Regions from separate parts of the Danio rerio genome. Here region 1 is linked to region 2. Evidence: chromatin contacts called from public HiChIP or PLAC-seq data. All regions are on one chromosome and are shown on one strand. Each heading gives the region's core, a stretch centred on a gene start, on an enhancer-like site or on the middle of the called end of the contact. The rest is flanking DNA. Distances are from core to core; before and after follow the strand shown. Region 1 holds the start of tia1l (cytotoxic granule-associated RNA binding protein 1, like). Region 2 holds the start of zdhhc23a (zDHHC palmitoyltransferase 23a).

Evidence for each region. HiChIP or PLAC-seq counts read pairs in DNA pulled down with a chosen protein or histone mark.
Region 1: a contact with region 2 is called in an H3K4me3 HiChIP or PLAC-seq map of gastrula embryo, with 7 times the contacts expected there. The contact joins the promoter of tia1l here to the promoter of zdhhc23a in region 2. A contact is called at or near these places in 1 of 18 Hi-C or Micro-C datasets (an unstated tissue) and 2 of 4 datasets of contacts at active chromatin or transcription factors (embryo and gastrula embryo).

What each region holds. Positions count from the first base shown.
Region 1 is chr5:25,173,796-25,176,993 of GRCz12tu, forward strand. It overlaps tia1l (cytotoxic granule-associated RNA binding protein 1, like), which reads right to left and starts at 1,474. Exons shown (of 11, transcript NM_200182.2): 1 at 1,323-1,474; 2 at 521-617. The coding sequence starts at 1,354.
Region 2 is chr5:24,935,793-24,938,969 of GRCz12tu, forward strand. It overlaps zdhhc23a (zDHHC palmitoyltransferase 23a), which reads left to right and starts at 1,300. Exons shown (of 10, transcript NM_001423837.1): 1 at 1,300-1,501; 2 at 1,597-1,797.

The DNA.
Region 1 (3,198 bases), core at 224-2,723, 240 kb after region 2:
GATTTTTTTTTTTTTATGACTGCAAATCATAATGAACTCCCACATGAGCTGATTCAATTTGTTTGCGAAGGTGAGGAAGTTTGCACGTTTTTTCTTAGTATAAAATGATAGTTACTTCTGCTTGCTCTGGACAATGACACCTATATGTTTGCATGTCCAATATCAATAAGATATTTTATTGATTACCAAAGTATGACATTACACAACAAAGCAATAAATAAAAATTACTTTACATTTAATTTAGGGTAAATATCCCATGTAGTTTGTGATCAAAGTATGTAATTGGTTTTAAAATCATTTTGATGAGACCATTTTATAACCTAAAATAAATTAACTTTATACATTTATAAAAATAAAAATCACAGACACTAAGTTAGCCAGGAACATGGTAAGAAGCGTGAGTGTTTAAGGTTCTCCTCGTTTTCAGGATTTATGCAGCCCAGAGAAACCCCATTTGTAGAAGAATCCAGGTTTTAAATGACAGTGGGATCCTTGTATCTCGGATATTCTTTTAACTCACATCAAGGATCATTTTACAGCTCTTGCAGGGGCCGATCTGAGAGAACACTTGCAGGATGAGGGCCTCCGTAACATCCCTGGAGAGGTTCCCGACATACCTAAAAACAGGAGAGCACAGGGAAAACTGAGAAACACGGTCACCGCGTTGAGTTTTTCTTCCATCCCTCACGCCAGCAGTGCATTCCGCGGGGTTTCATTTCTGCCACGTTTTCAGCGCAAGAGAGCGAGCAGCTAACACAATTCAACAGCTCCAACGCTATTTCATGACAGAAAATACACGTACAAACACACATAGTCTTACTTATTACAGTCTTTCAACAGCAGAAAGCATAAGAGGGGCCCTAAGAGGGATATAACAGTAGAATTTTAAGTGTTTTACGGTTAGTAGTTAGCTATTTGGGTAACGAAAACCGTGCGCTACAAACGGAACTTGTAGCTAAAGCCTCTGTAGCAAGTTAGCTACGTTATTCGGGATGCGAACTGATTAGTTCACCCATGTGGATATAACCGGATAAATGAATAGTGGGTTGAGGCAAACACCGTATTTTTCACCGCCACCCATGCTAGGCTCGGTTCCGCTGCTCCAGTTTGGTGTTGTTTAACCGGCTTGTGCAGTAGATACTGAAATGGACGCACATATCGCACTTCGCATATAACAAAAAGAGTCATTTACGGGCTCGTGCTCGAGTTGCTTATGTGAAGTTTGGCGTACTGTGCTTGCGACCTCTGCGCCGCTTAAACAAACGTGTTTAAACACGAGTTTGGCTTCGTAAAGCGGCCGACTAAACTGCAGCAGCACTTACAACGTCCTCGGCTGGTCCTCGTCCATCATCATCGTGCTGGTGGGAAAAGGTCGACGCTTTGTTTAAAACCTGCCCTGTTTTTAACGTTTGAATAGGTATAGCCTCTAAGGTTTTAACTTGTTAGTTAACGCGAATTTACTGGAATAACTTCCTCTGACGTTACTCGTGAAACGTCATCAAATGACGTTGCCAGAGTTCCTCTTCAGCGCCTGACTGTTCTTGGCGGCAGAGATCGACTACTGCCCCCTATCAGATCAAACGTTGAACCCCTGGTTGAACCCGACACACCAGCTCCCAAATTTTTAAGTGAATCGGTTCTTTCGACTCTTTTGCATTATAACTTGATTTGTGTTCTTTAAAGCATTGCCATTTTAACTCTTTATTGGCAATGACCTCACGAAAACGCTGAGCTTTAATTCTAAGTTATCCTACAGCTTTTTATCCGAATTGTACTTTACTGGTTTAAGACACCTGCACACAATGTGAATTAATTCTGTTTTCCGATCTATGTAAACATTTTACAATGGTGGGCATCACGGTGGCGCAATGGGTAACATAAAGGTTGCTGGTTCGAGCATCGGCTGGGTCACTTGGCATTTCTGTGTGGAGTTTGCACGTTCTCCCCGTGTTCGTGTGGGTTTCCCCCAAAGTCCAAAGACATGTGGGTGAAATTATGTATATGTATATCATGTATAGGTGAATTGGGTAAGTAAAATTGTCTGTAGTGTATGTGTATGAATGAGAGTGTATGGATGTTTCCCAGTGATGGGTTACAGCTGGAAAGGCATCCACTGCGTAAAACATATGCTGCATAAGTTGGCGGTTCATTCTGCTGTGGCGACTTAATAAAGGGACAAAGTTGAAGAGAAAATGAACAAATTTCCAATGGCTCCTAACGAAACCTTTTTTTCCCCAATGCATATAGCTGTCAAGAAAGACACTGGTTTAGTTTCGAACATGTCAATATAGAGCCTATTTCATTGTTTAGAGATAAACATAGACCACTTTTGAAAGCGTATAATATTTTGAATGTAGATGTAATTGGTATCAGTGCAGTCTGATGTTGTCCTATAGCTCGATGATAAAATTTTAAGAATTATTCATTAATGTTGTGTTGATTCTGGACAAATTATTCATTTTTTTTTCTGTGTGTAAAAGAGTCTTTATTTGTCTTAATTCTTTCCAGTACTGCAGTGTTTGTAAACTAAACATGAAAATGAAATTTGCTGAGTTGATAAGAGACATGATTTAGTAAAAGAGGGTTAAAATACTATATTGTTTTCTATAGTTTACTCCCATTTTATAATGTGAATTCATGAATGCCATTATAAACGTAAAGTTGTTTATTAATAATAAAGATAAAAGTTTCATAAAGTCATATGAAAACATTTGCATTTGCAGTGTTTATTGTGAAATGATATATAAGGATCTACATTAAACTGCAGTACATATACATTCTTAGTTTGATTTCTGTGTGAAACAGATTTGAATGTAACAGTATCTCCACATGTGCCCATATGCTTTCTGCAGTATAAACAAGACACAAATGAAAGGCAAACGTGAACTTTTTGAGAAACAGAGGAGGGTGACAGAATTTGATTACCCGTTTGCTGCCTCGTCTGATTAACCCTTGTGTATGTTCATAGCACAATACTTTCAAGAATATATACAAGTGCAGATGTGCTTGATTTATTTATTTTTTAAGTACCATTCATACAAGTAGATGTTGGGGCGTTGTAATTGCAAGTGTTAAATATTACAATAATTCACACACACATACAAATCAGCTTGCCTTGTATAATCTGCATTCAGATACTATTGGTGACTAATACACCCCTGCATATTTGTAACTTTTGGTAGACAAAATTATTGTATG
Region 2 (3,177 bases), core at 50-2,549:
ACAATTCATTCATGTTGCGAAAACACAAAATATTTGAGTTAAGTTTATTGGTTTTGACAATTTAAAGTTGATTGAACATAAAGCAATTAGGTTGTTCCCAAAATATCTCAAGAATTGTGTTGTCTCAGCTCATTCTAAATATGTAGTTTAAACAAATGATTTACAATTAGTGAGAAGTGATTTAGTGGTTTCATTGGCAAGTGGTTTGTTGTGGTTCATAGAGAGGCTTTTAACTTAGGGGCCCTTTTAGGGAATACCACAAGTATTTAAAAGACTCATGAAATTTGTGTCAATACACACAGTTTGACTGTGCCAATGTGTCAGCAAGTGCGACAGCCAATGAACTTAATGTGTTTGAGATTACAAATAAACATGATGCAATGGTATGTTGGCATAGACACATTTAAATATGAGATGTAATTTTTATTTGTGAAGAATAACATCAGCAGGTAAATATGTACAGATACAATTGCTGCATGTTCTAAAGAAATATATACAGAGCTACCCCTTAACCAGGGGCAGACTTAGTGATTTAGGGGCCCTTAGCAATTTTTGAGAAAAAAAGGCCCTGTAATATTAAAAAGTCACCTACATTCTCACGGTAAAAAAATGCAGGGTTCCAAACAATTTCTTCATGTTGTCCCAACACAACTAATAACTTAATCGGTTTTACAAATTTAAGTGGATTCAACATAAAACATAGAAGTTGTCCCCAAAAACATCAAGAATTTAGTTGTTTCTGCTCATTTTAGTTAAGTAGTTTGAACAAACAACAAATATAATTTTTTGATGTTTGATGGGCAGCAAGTGAGTAAATAAACTGTGTACAAAATATGGGGTAGCCTAAACTTTAAGATCTATGTACAGTCGATCATTTTCAAATATTTTACAGTCAATTAATCAGTCAATCAATTTAACAATAAACATGTTAAAACAAAATAAAAACTTCACTGAAGGGTCAATTTCCATGACTGTTTTAAATTTGATATAACACATAATACATATAGACTATATTTAAATGGATATTTCCATTAAACTAAAATCTGCCTTTCGTTTCTTTTGCATGCAATAGCCTATAGCAATCAATAAGAAAACACCCATACTTCTCAAAAACGTATAAAATGTAACCCTAAAACAATAGAAGAGGTTAAAATCTGAGGTGACAAGGCTTCTGTGTGTGACCCTGGTTTGGCCCGCGGGTTATGCCCGGTATGCGGGCTGCTTTCTCTCCTCGTCGCTTCACGTTGTCGCTGTCACGGTAACACCTGCCAACTTCCTTTCTCAACGCCGCCACCAGCCCTAATCGGTAACAACGCTCGTAAACAGATCCTTCTCGCGCGCCTGAGAGAGATGAGAGGAGCGAGAGAGCGCAGAGTATCTATCACTGCCTTCCGGACAGTCCCGAGACTCTTCACCAGCGGCACCTCACAGTCTGATAAACCCGACAAGGACGCACTTTTCTGTTGGCTGGAGGGATTGCTGAGGAGGAAACTCATGAGATGTATGGTTTTCAATATATTTTGCTAACATTTATGACCTTAAATGAAACGAAAGGGAATTTTGAAAGCGTTTCTGACGGAAGTATTTATTTGACAGGAAAATTTAACTGGATCAAGAGGACAACTTAAGATAGAGTACTTGAGAAGGATGGCTTTTTGATACCTAATTTAAAAAAGCTGGAGTGACTTATTCCTTGACTAAAAACGCTTCACCGATTATGGACTAACGACAACCCAACAGAAACAGAGGAAGAACTTCCTGTGGGATGCAGTTCCATCTGAGCCTGGGAAACCATAGGTAACAAAAACTTATGTTAATATTATTTTGATAAAGGTTTTAAACGTAACTAAGTCTGATAAGTCCTCCTCAGATATTAAAACAATCCTATGCATGGTTAATTTTAAATCACCTCACACTCAAAGGCAAACCTTTTGTTTGCTCCTGGGAACAAATGTAATTTGGAACATGTCAAACACATGCCGCTCAATTATTTCCTCCATCCAGCAACTGTGATGGAGAGTGGCCTCTCAGGAAAAAGTTTTTTGATGCCCCAATTATGTGAGCCACGTGGGACATCAGATGGCCTTAATTCAAAGAGACAAAGAGCAGATTCAGATGTTAATATAACACTACATGCAAATCATAATACTTGAATGTGCTTTCCAGCATGTCTGTGCCAGTGTCAGATCTCATGAGGAGGTAGACAGGGGCTGGGTCAGATGTGCTGTTGCTCTGTGACCTGAAACTACACTGTAAAAAAATCTTGACTTCATTTTTTTTTGTTGTTGAATCAAACGTACATTTTTTTTTGTTGTTGAATCAAACGTAGATTTATAGTCATCTCAACTTATATCAGCTAAACCAATTTAAAAGATTAAGTTAAACTTTGCATAACATGTAAATAACTTGCAAAGATGTAGTTGAAGTCTGGTTAACTTATTAAAATAAGTTAAAGTAACTTTTTTATTTTATGCTTATTGTGAACACTCAATTGAGTGCAATCATACAACATTTCAAGGTACATTTGAATCTCAATATGTGACCTTAAGTGATATACAATTTACGTACATTCCTGTCAGGTGTACTAACAATACATAGTACTCAAATTTTGTTAAATTATAAAAGCAATAGCATAAAAAACAAACAAACAAAAACAGAAGAAAAAATTATAAAAGTAAAGCACTATTGTGTGAACGCATGTCAATATATATTTCCTTCCAGAATAATCTCAAATGACCATCTTCATATACATGGGGATTACAAACAACACAATATGAATATATATAACCATATACATATAAACAACACATTAGCATATATTTATCTATCAGTTGAGCATATTCTATTTGTTTATTGCAACAAAGTCAGGTCTTATAACTAAAATATATTCAACCCATTTCCTCCATTTACCCAGGAGTGTATCCTTCTTTAAGTTGACTACAGACGTGTTTTTTTTTTTTTTATTGAGTTAAAGTATCTTAAAAAGATTTGTAGTCATGATTTTTTTTTGTCTTATGGTTTTTACTGTGTACACTGTAAAAAAAAACCCTGGTTGCCTTACATTTTTAAGCTGAATCAAATGAATCTTTTGAGTTCATTGAACTTTTATATATTATGTTTAACTGACTTGCGCAACTTAAGTTAAAAATTAAGTTTAAACATGATTAACTTAGATTA